Regions from separate parts of the Mus musculus genome. Here regions 2, 3 and 4 are each linked to region 1. A link is a contact called in public ChIA-PET data. All regions are on one chromosome and are shown on one strand. The core of a region is the stretch at or near the end of the contact, and the rest is flanking DNA. Distances in the headings are between cores, read along the strand shown.

Region 1 (2,748 bases), core at 187-2,686:
GGACCCACTTCTCTATTCTCTCCCTTTCTCTGCCTCTACTACTCTCTTAACTCCCCTCCCCATGCCCTAAATAAACTCTATTCTATACTAAAAAACAAAACAAAACAAAACAAAACAAAACAAAACAAACTCATCTGGTTCTCCAACAAAAATGCAGCTTCCACCCTCCTTAATGCTTTCAAAATGCAAGTAAGCAAAAGCGACCTAGAGATTCCCAACCGGATGTCAAACACCATCTGTCACAGAAATAGACAAGTTCACCTTAAAACTGATTTGGAAACACAAAAGGCCTCAGACAGCCAAAACAATCCTCAGAAAACAAAACAAAACAAAAAAAACAATGCTAGAAGTATCAATATCCCCGATTTCCTGTAGTTATACTACAGGTACTGTAACAGAAACAGTTTGGCACTAGCACAAAAGCAGCCAGGTAAATCAGTGCGATGTAAACCTATACAGCTATTGTCCTCTGACTTCTAACAGGATGCCAAAAGTTTCACTTTTTTAACTCCCAAAAATTTAAAGGAAAAAAAACCCAGCCTCTTCAACAAACAGAACCAGGAAAATTTAATGTCTACACAAAGAAAGATGAAACTATGTCTCCCCATGCACAAAATCAAGTCCAAATGGATCATGACCTTAGCTTAAGACGTGAGACTCTAGAACTGGCAGAGGCAAGGGCTGCTGGAACAGAACTCTACACACTCACTACTGTACAACGGTAAAACACTGTAGAATGAGAAGAAAATTTCATGGCAAAGGAACTCGTTAATCAAATGAAGGGAGAAGCTACAGAAGGAATGAAAATCTTTACTAGCTACAAACTAGCAGGACAGATAAATACCTGGAATACACACAGAACTTTTAAAAATTTAACAAAAACAAACAAGACAACTCAATCAAAGCATGGCTATAGAACTGATAAAATTCTTAAAAGAAGAAGAGCTCTAACCATCTGGGAAGCTCAACTACAATGAGGCTCGTCTCACCCCAGTCCAAATGGCTATTATCCAGAGAACAAATGCTAGCATGGCGACTGGGAAGGGAACACTTATTCACTACTGATGACAGTGTAAACTGGTGCAGTCACCATGGAATCACTGTGGAGCACACTCAGAAAAGCTAGAAGTACAACACAGCATAAGCCCAAAGGACGCCCAACACACCAGAGACTCCTGCACATCCATGCTTGCTGCTGTTCTGTTCACAATAGCCAGGAAACAGAATCAGCCTAAACGTCCCTCAAGAGAACAGATTTATGTAAATATATGGTAAAATACACAATAGAACTTAATGAAAACAAGAAAAATGGACGCATGTTGTCTTTCATATGCAGACTCTATCTTTTAATTTTTCTGTATGTGCATTTGTGTAGAAGCCAGGAAACCAGAAAGGGGCCCATGTGAGACATAAAAAGAAACTTCACAGGAGAGCAGGAAGGGTGGTAGAGCACAGAAGATACGAAAGTAAAAAGGAAACTCCCAGGAACGGGAGGCTGTGGGGGCTGGGGCAGGAAGCTGTAAAAAGGGGACATCAATCAAAAACCAAGTAGGTATGAATAATGGATAAGGAAACCTAATCTTTTGTGAGCTAATTAAATACAACTCTTTGAGTTTTGGTTTTGTGGAGTCTTTTGGTTTTATTTTGTTTTTGTTTTGTTTAACAGGATTTCACTATATAACCCTGGCTGGCCTAGGACTGGCTACATGGACCAGGATGGCCTTGAACTAAGTCACGAGGATCTGCCTGCCTCTGCCTTGCAAGTGCTGGGGTAAGTGTACACCACCTCATCTGGCCCTACATAGAAAAGCAGAGCTAGTGAGATGGCTCCGAGTAGGGGTTCTCGTTACATACATACATACATACATACATACATATAAATGTAATTTTTTAAAAGATAAAGATAGTTCATGGTGAAAAGGGCTCAATGATCAATTAAAAATGTAGACTGGCAAGATAGCTAAGTGGGTAAATCACCTGCTGAAACCCTGACCATCTACATTCAATCTCTAGGTCCCATGTGGTACTAGACTGAAGTCCCTCAAGTTCTCCTCTGGCCTCCATACACAGGATATGGCACAAATGCACACATGCACACTCTCACGCACACACAGACTAAATTGCAGAAATTCTATTATTTTGAAATTTTTCATATTTGATCATACACATTCCTGTCCCCCAACTCATCCCAGAACCTTCCCCGCACCCACCCAGACCATGGAGTTGTTTCTGTGTTGTGCATCTACTCCTGAGGACACAGCCTGCCTTGGAGTGCAACTTGACAGACTTAGTGTTCCCAGCAAGTATCAAGTGCACAGCTTCTCGGTCAGGAGTGGGGTGGTGTGTCCACATCTACCTCTCCATGTTAGAATCCTGTCTGGCACAAACCTCTGCAGGTCTTGGGCACACTGTCAGTCTCTGTGAGGTTGTATATGCAATAAAAATTCTTTTTCTTAACCCAGGCAAGGGAGTGCCCACAGCCCACAGCTTACAACTCACTCAGTCACAGTCTCCGGTGCTTACAGGTCTAGCCGTGGACAAAAGAAAAGAGTGCCCTGTCCAGGTTGTCTCAGGTGATGTGTTTGCCCAGTACACTTTGTATTTCTGTCTACTGCAGATGCAAAGTACACACACACACACACACACACACACACACACACACGAATCCTCTCAGGAAGCTTTGCTTCTCTCTTCAGTTGTCTTTCACTGTAATGTATAACCCTGGCATCTTAGCAAATCCACCACAAC
Region 2 (2,748 bases), core at 144-2,643, 250 kb before region 1:
GGGCCGCTGACATCATGCGGAAGGCGTCCAGCGGCGTGGCGGTACGGTCACAGATGACATTCTTGCCTATTCCTGGAGAGAACAAGAACAGCAGATCAGTGGCCCTGTCTGGAGGGAGCCGCCGCTAGGGGGCGCTGCGGCCACCGAGGGAGTACCCGCTAGAGGAGCCCTCTCAATTCTCCAATTGGACAAGCTAGCCAAACAAATGTGACTGTTGCAAACTGCAGAAAGAAACACAACAGATACCCACATATATGCACACACCTAGTTGTAGCCCTTAGTGACAGCCTTAAGCATACAGAATGCCTGAATTTTCTTGCCAGTTCTGAAAGTTTGGCTGTCCCCGTCTCAGGACGGCACCGGCCTTTGTAACTCCTAGAACCCAAGTGAGGATGGAGGCTCTGGCGGAGGGATGAAGTAATGACGGTTTGTACCACTAGATGCCATGTACCCGTATCACACAGTGCTCTGACAACAGGTCCATGCTTGCCAAGGACAGATGCTCGTGCAAACAGATAATCCATACAAGGTTGAGTGACCAATACAGGCAGCATCTGCATTACACCTGTGGACTATGGGCTCTGGCTACACTCTATGCTATACCCTACCTCAGAAGCCCCCAAACAAACCATCTAACGGACATCTCTTCCGTTGTACTCTACTGGCCATGTGAATGAGGCTTTTCGATTTTTTTTTTAATTGTGAAAACTATGAAAGAAAGCCAATCCACTTCAGCACATACAGCCCAAATGAGCAGTGAAAGGGTGAGCTTTGTTAGCTCAGCAGACGAAAAGACTCTGGTGAATGCGCTGGGAAATGGAGGGTGAATAGGTACAGACTACTACCCCCATGCTGAAATCTGTGGATAGTGCCTTGTGGATACAATGTCTCTTCCTTTGGGGTTCTGATGCTTGCTGTGGTCTCAGAGCCTTGGGTTCTCATTCCTCAAGGATAAGAACTAAACGTTGTGAGTCTTAGGCCCACAGCCAGAGTCTCCTGCACATATGGATACCCAGTCCCAATCCCCTGCTTACAGCCTGTGATGCTTTGCAGATGGACTTGGGTAGCAGCCCTTGTATACTCTATCCTTGAATACCATAAGCAACCTCTAGAAATCAAAGAAAAAGGAATGTCCAACACACACAGTTCCTGCCCCAAGGGTGCTTTGTACATATTATTTAACATAAAAACCCTGGGAACTGTGTAGATGGCCAAGAATGGGCAAGAAAGAGTGTAATCTTCAAAGAGAAGAGTGAGCACTCCGGACACAGAAGCAGGCGAATCTCTGAGTTCGAGGCCACGCTCGCCTGCAGGGTGGGTTTCAGGACACCCAAGGCTACACAGAGAAATCCTGTCTGAAAACGAAACCAAACTAACAGTGAGTCATGACGGGAGATGGCACCCACAAAGACCATTCAACGACAAAAGCAAGATGACTGGGATGCAGTGGTACATGAACAGGCTATGACTTCATCTCTCCTTAAAGAGACAGAAACGAGCTGGAAGGGAAACTTCACGACTCTTAACTCTGGTTGGCCTCTCCTCCTCTTTCATAGTGCTAGGACCTGATGATCTTTTTTTTGTTTTTGTTTTTGTTTTTTCGAGACAGGGTTTCTCTGTATAGCCCTGGCTGTTTTGGAACTCACTTTGTAGACCAGGCTGGCCTCGAACTCAGAAATCCGCCTGCCTCCCAAGTTCTGGGATTAAAGGTGTGTGCCACCACCGTCTGGCTAGAGTCAGAAAATCTTAATGGGTCCTTTCTCACTGACATAAAGTACCCCCCAAAGACTTGTGTATGTGCCTTCTCCCTAGGGAAAAAATGGGAGAGCCTTCGCTGCTATTCCAGATCCTGGTGGTAAGTCTACCAGGTGAGGTGTGGTATAGCATCCTCATGGGAAATGTATCTTTCCTCAAAGGCAGAGGACCCCAAGCTTTGGGACTGCCGACAGTCTTCCAGAACATTTCCACTGCAGCAAACTCCGCAAAGGCCCTTGGAGCAACAACACATGGCTTCCCTCTTTCCACGTGGACACAGTAAAGGGCAAAGCAGATGAAAGGCAAACGAAGTGGCTGAGAGAAAGCATTTGTGTTTTTGCCAGTCCCAAACATTTCTTGAGCTCCAAGAGAGTGCTCCATCAGAGTTCTCCACTGTTAACAGCAATAGGAGCGGGCAGGCATTCTGCGAGTCCACGGCAGCTGTGACAGATACCAGCCACCAGGAGCCATCATGCTACAGCTCCAAATTCAGCAGACTCACTGAGGGACCTGTCCCCGTGCCCAGAAATGAATGTCTTGGGACATGGCCACATCTGTCCATGCAGTCCTGTGTGACCAAGATTGGATGGTAGAGAACACATTGAACTGTGCCGGGCTCCTTAACTGTCTTCTGCATGGACCGAGACCTTAAGCCAGACATGAGACCTCTGTAGCTAGATTAACTTTACTTTTAGGACCAAGACATTAACAAATAACGTGAGTGCTCCCTGGTTTTTAAGGAGAAAGATGGAACCTCCCCATCTATGCGTGGAGCTGAGGCTGGGAGACTGAGAGGCGGGCATGGAGCCTAATGGAAGATAAACATACTCTCAGCTGTGGGGGGAGGGCCTTCCTTCTTCCTCACAAGCAGCTTGATGCCCTCCTGAGGTCTCTCATGGGAAGTGGAAATGAGGTTTCTTCCATCCCACTGCGTGTGTTTTCTGTCACTGGGCTCAATGCCCATGGCCTTCACAAGGAATTAATGCTACAGGG
Region 3 (2,748 bases), core at 94-2,593, 180 kb before region 1:
GTAAATAGATAGATAGATAGACAGACAGACAGACAGACACATAGATAGATACAGGTATCCACCATTTCCTCTGAGTGAGTATAGCCCTTCCCTCCTGTGATCACATAGGTCCCCACACTCACATGTCACCTAGAGAGCAGATACGTCCCACTCTCTGCAATTCTACCAAGTGTTCTTCATCCTCCCACATGCCACTCAGAATTTGGAGGGGATAACTGGCAGCCAGGGAGGGATAGCACACTGCCTGGTCCTTTTGTGGGCTGCAAAGGGGCAGGGCAGCTCAACAAGTGACTCAGAGGCAGCTCTTCAGATCCCAGGACCTTGGCTTTACCTCTAGCTGCCACTGACAGAAAAAGCTCTGCTTGTCCTGAAATGAAGACCCTCAACAACACGATGAATGCTTGCAGCTAAGATTTTCTGCCACCTTATTTTGTGGTTCTCACTCAAGTTCAGAATTTAGTCATCTGACACCCTCAGACCTCTGAGTATGCTCCATACACACGTGCACTCATGGCTCCCAGCTCTTGGCCTTGCACACATCTAGCAGAAGCGTGTGGCTCCTTAACAACTCTGGAAGCTTGGCAATGAGTGGATGCATGTAGAGGTGTGTGTGTGTGTGTGTGTGTGTGTGTGTGTGTGAGTATGTGTATAGGTCAGGTTTCTGACCCCACAGAATTGAGGGCACATCCCCAGTTGCTTCTCTCAGAAGTCCCTATCACTGAATCACCATAGTAATTCCAGACGCCACCCTTTGCCCTTCGAGGGTTTTGGTTTCCTGAAAGGGAAAGCCAACCCCAGGCTCAGAGAAGCTCAGAAGCGCCTAGTGAATAGAAAAGCCACCTTGTCACTGTTTTGCAGGCACCAAGGACCACAGCGAGTGTTATTTTAAAGAGGAAACCCCGCCCTAACTCACCAATACTGTGACAGTTTGACAGGGATGTCAGAGATTCGAGAAGGGGTGTCATTAAGCCATAACCATTGCAAATCCCAGGTCCCGACAGTGCCTGTCAGTTGAGCCCATCCCAGCACCTGACATCCTGACTGAACTCAAGAAACCCATTCAGAGAAGAAGCAAACAGCTCTGCCCAATTAAGCTCAGATAGCCACACACAGTGTGGGGGAACAGGAAAAGGTCAAAGGTCAAATCGTGACGTCACTTGCCCACACTACTTCTCCCCACACCCACACCCACACACACTCAAATCTGCCCCCGCCATCACCTCCTGCATTCCCAGGCAGTCACTTTGGAGGCCACAGAAAAGACGACTCAGTTCCTCACCCTCTCTCTGCAGACTTGTGACGTCAGGTTCATGTGTGGGGTTTCCCCCACCCATAAGCAAGTCACAGCTGCAGCAGCAAACACCAACTGGGTGTCTGCTCACTTCATTCCATTCTCACAGGATGAGCCCAGAATTGGTGGCAGGTCCCATAGGTTGAGGGCTGAGTTCCAGGGCTGCCTCTGCATAAAAACACACAAGTCCAGGCTATCCTGCCTCCCTCTGATCCACCTGCTTTAAACTAGGGTGCTATTAAAAATAGTAAGAATCATAACAAATAGGCTATGACATAGCTTAATAAGAGAACACACACAAAACCCTGGGCCCAATCCCCAGCACCAGTTTTTGAAACAAACAAAACAAACATATGAATGAATGAATGAATGAATGAATGATTCTTTATTCTGTCTCCCAGTGTGATAGAGCTCATGTGTACCCAGTCATTGGGGAGTACAGACAACAAGAAGAATTGCATGCTTAAGGTCAGCCTGAGTGGTATAGGGAGAGTCAGGCTCAAAATTAATTATTTAAGCCAGGATTAGTTAATTAACTAAACCAGGTTCCTGTCACCTCCCCTCTGGTTCAATTAATTTACTTGTACAGTTCACAGAACCCTGGGAAACGCATCTACTGGTTTATCAGATTTGTAAGGCTGGGTGACAAAGCACTTGGCTCATTTGAATGAGGCCCTAAGTTCAATCCCCAACACACACACACAAAGAAATGACAAAGGACACTAATCCTTTGGGCATGGGGCTTAGAGTGCCCCCATCCCTCTCTGGAAGTGCCACTCCTGCCTGATGTGTTCTGCTACCCAGAAGAATGGGGGTGGGGTGGGGGTGGACGGATTATAGACACTTCATTAAGAAGACTTGGTGATGAAAGCCACCGCCAATAAACTTGACCTTCAACCTTTCTCTCTTCCCGGAGGCAGTGGGTTGAGCTGAGAGCCTCACTTCTCTAACCCTGCCAATCTTTCCTGTGACTGTCCTCAGCCTGACATCATGCAGGGGCTGCCAGCCTTCAGCCCATTCATTAGCTTTCAAAAGCCACTCAGCACGGTGAGATCTAAGGATTTAAGGATGTGTGCCAGGAGAAGGGAAGGGAGATCAGATATCTACGATCTACTCTATTCCGGCTTCCTTCAGCAGTCATTCCAAACAGGACAGGACTTGGCTCCATCACTGCTCTAGTTTGACGACTGTTCGGATTCATGAGTGTATATTGCTGGACACAAGGCTGGGAGCTCTCTGTGCACTCAGCCTAGCTCCCGCCCAAGACAGTCCTCAGCTTAGCACTGCTCATCCCAAGCTGCGTGTCACGTGCAGGATAAAGCACAAGGCCATGATGCTACCTTGCAGCGGTTCCCACAGGGTAAAAACAACGTGAAGTTTCTGGGCCAGAATGTAGCTTAATGGTTGTTCATTTGACTAACATGCACAAGGCTCTATCCCTAATGCCACAGAAGGAA
Region 4 (2,748 bases), core at 89-2,588, 150 kb before region 1:
ACAGGTACACCCAGGAAAAACCCTGCCACCACGTGTGCGGCCCTTTATTCAAGGGTTCCTGGCCACGCGCTCTCCTTTTCCAGACGCACGCGCACCCACACACCAGAGCACTAACTAACGTATACAGCTGGGTACCGAGTTTCCCTCCTGGAACAGCAACCGGTCTTCTGTATCTGACCCATTCGGTTCCTATACCTAGAATCCAAGCCTATTCTAGCCTCCGCACCACACACGTGGGGATGCGCTTCCAGCTGGTATCAGGAGCGAAGCGTGGAGGTGGGGGAGGCCACCGACTGGAAAGGGGAAAGCTGGGACTAACAAGCTTGGGTTTGGGATTCCTGGGATATGTCCAATTGGAGAGAAGCGAAGAGCCGAGCTAAAGAAGAGAGGGCTGGGGGAGGGGTCGCTCACCCAGGGTTTTGACAGCGATCTGCCTAGTGAGCGGCGGCGGCAGGTTGATGCACACCAAGTCCACATCCTGGTGCAGGAGCACCTCGTCGATGCGGCTGGTGTAGAAAGGAACGCTCATCTCCTTGGCCAGCTCCTCGGCTTCTTCCTGCGTGCGGCCCCACAGCGCCTTCACCGCGAAGCCCTCATCTTTCAGCAGCGGGATGATGACTCGGGCTGTGAGGCTGGTGCCGAACACGCCCACCCCGGGAAGCATGGCTGCTCAGGTCCGCCCGGTTCTGCTGCTGCCGGGATCTCCAGTCGAACACCGGCGCACACGCCTCTCCGGCCGGTCCCGCAGTCCCCGGCTCCTCGACCGACCTCGCTGCGCTGCGCTAGCCGCCGAGCCCCGGGCAAGGCGCCCGAGTGCGGTGGCGTGACAGCGCACCGAACCACAGACCCTGCAGGCTCCGGGAGCCTCAGCGCGGTGACTGCTGCAGTGCCCGCCACTCGGGGCTCGTGTCCTTCCCGGAGACAGCGGCAGGGACTCCGCCAGGACGCACGAGGCCCCGAAGCCCCGTGGAGCCCGGGCTCAGGCAGCGCTCCCGCCGCAGCGCCGGCCGGCTCCGTGCGCCCCGCGGAGGCCGCCCCATGGCCGGCTCATCCCGGCAGAATCTCTCTCCCGGATGGCGCTCCCGCTTCACCACCCTCTGTGGGCTGCGGATCTTCTTTTTCCCCAAGTCCTTGGTAACGAATGGAACCCAGAGGCCACCCGGAGGCCGACTAAGGATGAGGCTCGTAGTGTACCAGGCGCCGATCCCGAGCAGCAGCACCGCAGCGGCGGACACCACCCGGCGCCAGGCTCCTCATTCTGCTGCCATATTCGCTCGCTCGCAGCGCGCCTTGGGCGGCCTCGGCCCCGCTCGGGCTCGGGCTCCGGCTCCGGGATCCCGCGGGTACGAGGGCGGAGTTGGCGACTTTGACTGTCAGCGGCCGGGGTTCCTGCACCGCCCTTGCGGTAGCGCCGTGCTCCATTGGCCGCCAAGCGTCGCCCCCGCCCTTGTCTCCGCCGCCCAAGGCACTCGTTGCGCTCAGCGCCCGGCCCCTGGAACCCGCTTTGACTCCTCCCCGGCCCCGCCTGTCTCGCCTGCTGCCCCCGGGTGGCTTCCCTTTCTCTGCGCTCTCCGCCTCCGCGGCCGCCTCCTCCTCGTTGTGCTCCAAGCTCCGCCCAAGCAAGCAAATAAATCTATCAAAGCAGGGCGCGCCCTTAATAGGCTAGGACTGGGTTCCTTGGAAAAGATTGGCGGATGCTAAGACCCCGGGGAGGCCGGAGGACCCCACGAAGTGTGAGCAGCGTGGTTCACAGTCTCCTCTCCCGGATATTTTTCTGTGCTCGCCACTGCTCTAGGAAGCTGTCCAGGCACTTAACCCTGAGGTTATTGGAAACTCGTTTCATTGATGAGAAAGTGAGCTCTGAGGAGGTTAAGGGACTTGCTCAAGGTGACACACATGAACAACAGTGCCAGGATCGGAAGGCAGACACCAGCATCTCGGCGCTGAACCCCTAGAGTTCTGACTCGCAAGTGTGCCAGCTCCAATCCCAAACCAACTCCACTCCTGAGGAGGCTCCACTGGTCACCTACTCCATGCTTGTGCCCATGTGGCATGGGCGACCTCACCCAGACTCCGCAGTGGCTGTGGCACGTGTGTCTAGAGTCTGGTCTTCCTTGTTTACTTCTGGCTGCCTGCCACTCCTGGCCACTGCCCTCTGTCAGCTTCAGTTCCCTGGCACAGCGCTTCTCCTGGCCTTTAATACATCTGCAGTCAGAATGCTGGGGACCATCAGTCCGAGATGCGTGGAAAGCCCTAACTGCGGTGGTGACTGAGTGAGCGTCTGATGGCTCAAGATATCCTCGTCACTTATCACGGGGCCTAAGGAGATAGTAGGCACTTGTCTAAGTACACAAATGGATGGATATTCACCACCTGTCACATTGTGCCCTCTTCGTACTGGGAGGGAGGAGTCAATGCCAAAGGGCAAGTGGACCTGCTCTTCTAGCTCAGTGTTTCTGGAAAGGTGAGGTTACTACTGTCTATTATGTTCATCCCTGGCCTTTAGCACTCAGAGGAAGAGACACGTGTCCTGCTTCAACATAAGCGTGGAAAACATGATACATCCGAGTGTTTAAAGCAACTGTAACAACTGGCACAGAGACGGGGCTCTTGGAGAGAGCTGTACACACACACACACACACACACACACACACACAAAGGCTGATGTGGCAATGGGAGGAGGCAAAGTTGACCTCAGGACGACATTATTAAAAAGGACAAAGTGCTCCGGGATTGGCAACAACCTGA

The links. ChIA-PET counts read pairs in DNA pulled down with a chosen protein or histone mark.
Region 2: a contact with region 1 is called in an RNA polymerase II ChIA-PET map of memory CD8 T cells, with 202 read pairs. The contact joins two enhancer-like sites. A contact is called at or near these places in 2 of 115 datasets of contacts at active chromatin or transcription factors (effector CD8 T cells and memory CD8 T cells) and 2 of 9 other capture datasets (adipose tissue and liver).
Region 3: an RNA polymerase II ChIA-PET map of memory CD8 T cells shows a contact between it and region 1, with 823 read pairs. The contact joins two enhancer-like sites. A contact is called at or near these places in 2 of 484 Hi-C or Micro-C datasets (the G1E-ER4 cell line and Th1 cells), 3 of 115 datasets of contacts at active chromatin or transcription factors (CD8 T cells, effector CD8 T cells and memory CD8 T cells) and 3 of 9 other capture datasets (adipose tissue, liver and pancreatic islet).
Region 4: an RNA polymerase II ChIA-PET map of memory CD8 T cells shows a contact between it and region 1, with 615 read pairs. The contact joins the promoter of Gfod1 here to the enhancer-like site in region 1. A contact is called at or near these places in 2 of 484 Hi-C or Micro-C datasets (CD8 T cells and the HPC-7 cell line), 2 of 115 datasets of contacts at active chromatin or transcription factors (effector CD8 T cells and memory CD8 T cells) and 3 of 9 other capture datasets (adipose tissue, liver and pancreatic islet).

Annotation. Positions count from the first base shown.
Region 1 is chr13:43,451,950-43,454,697 of GRCm38.p6, forward strand. All of the region lies in intron 2 of Ranbp9 (RAN binding protein 9), which reads right to left. Among named protein-coding and RNA genes, the nearest start is that of Gm26064, 27 kb to the left of the region's middle. Within about 2 kb of position 1,437, at least 56 of the 459 cell types and tissues checked have an H3K27ac peak or open chromatin away from gene starts, as enhancers often do. A contact at or near this core is called in CD8 T cells, the HPC-7 cell line, Th1 cells and 3 more, where this site is marked.
Region 2 is chr13:43,201,173-43,203,920 of GRCm38.p6, forward strand. Gfod1 (glucose-fructose oxidoreductase domain containing 1) reads right to left here. Exons shown (of 2, transcript NM_001033399.4): 2 at 1-72. Among named protein-coding and RNA genes, the nearest start is that of Gm40929, 31 kb to the left of the region's middle. Within about 2 kb of position 1,394, at least 37 of the 459 cell types and tissues checked have an H3K27ac peak or open chromatin away from gene starts, as enhancers often do. A contact at or near this core is called in memory CD8 T cells, where this site is marked.
Region 3 is chr13:43,267,893-43,270,640 of GRCm38.p6, forward strand. The region is part of intron 1 of Gfod1 (glucose-fructose oxidoreductase domain containing 1); the gene reads right to left. LOC115488162 (a long non-coding RNA gene) reads right to left here. Exons shown (of 2, transcript XR_003950633.1): 1 at 1-2,748. Among named protein-coding and RNA genes, the nearest start is that of Gfod1, 35 kb to the right of the region's middle. Within about 2 kb of position 1,344, at least 106 of the 459 cell types and tissues checked have an H3K27ac peak or open chromatin away from gene starts, as enhancers often do. A contact at or near this core is called in CD8 T cells, Th1 cells, effector CD8 T cells and 1 more, where this site is marked.
Region 4 is chr13:43,302,834-43,305,581 of GRCm38.p6, forward strand. It overlaps Gfod1 (glucose-fructose oxidoreductase domain containing 1), which reads right to left and starts at 1,339. Exons shown (of 2, transcript NM_001033399.4): 1 at 412-1,339. The coding sequence starts at 664. Gm52047 (a long non-coding RNA gene) reads left to right here and starts at 2,651. Exons shown (of 3, transcript XR_003950636.1): 1 at 2,651-2,748.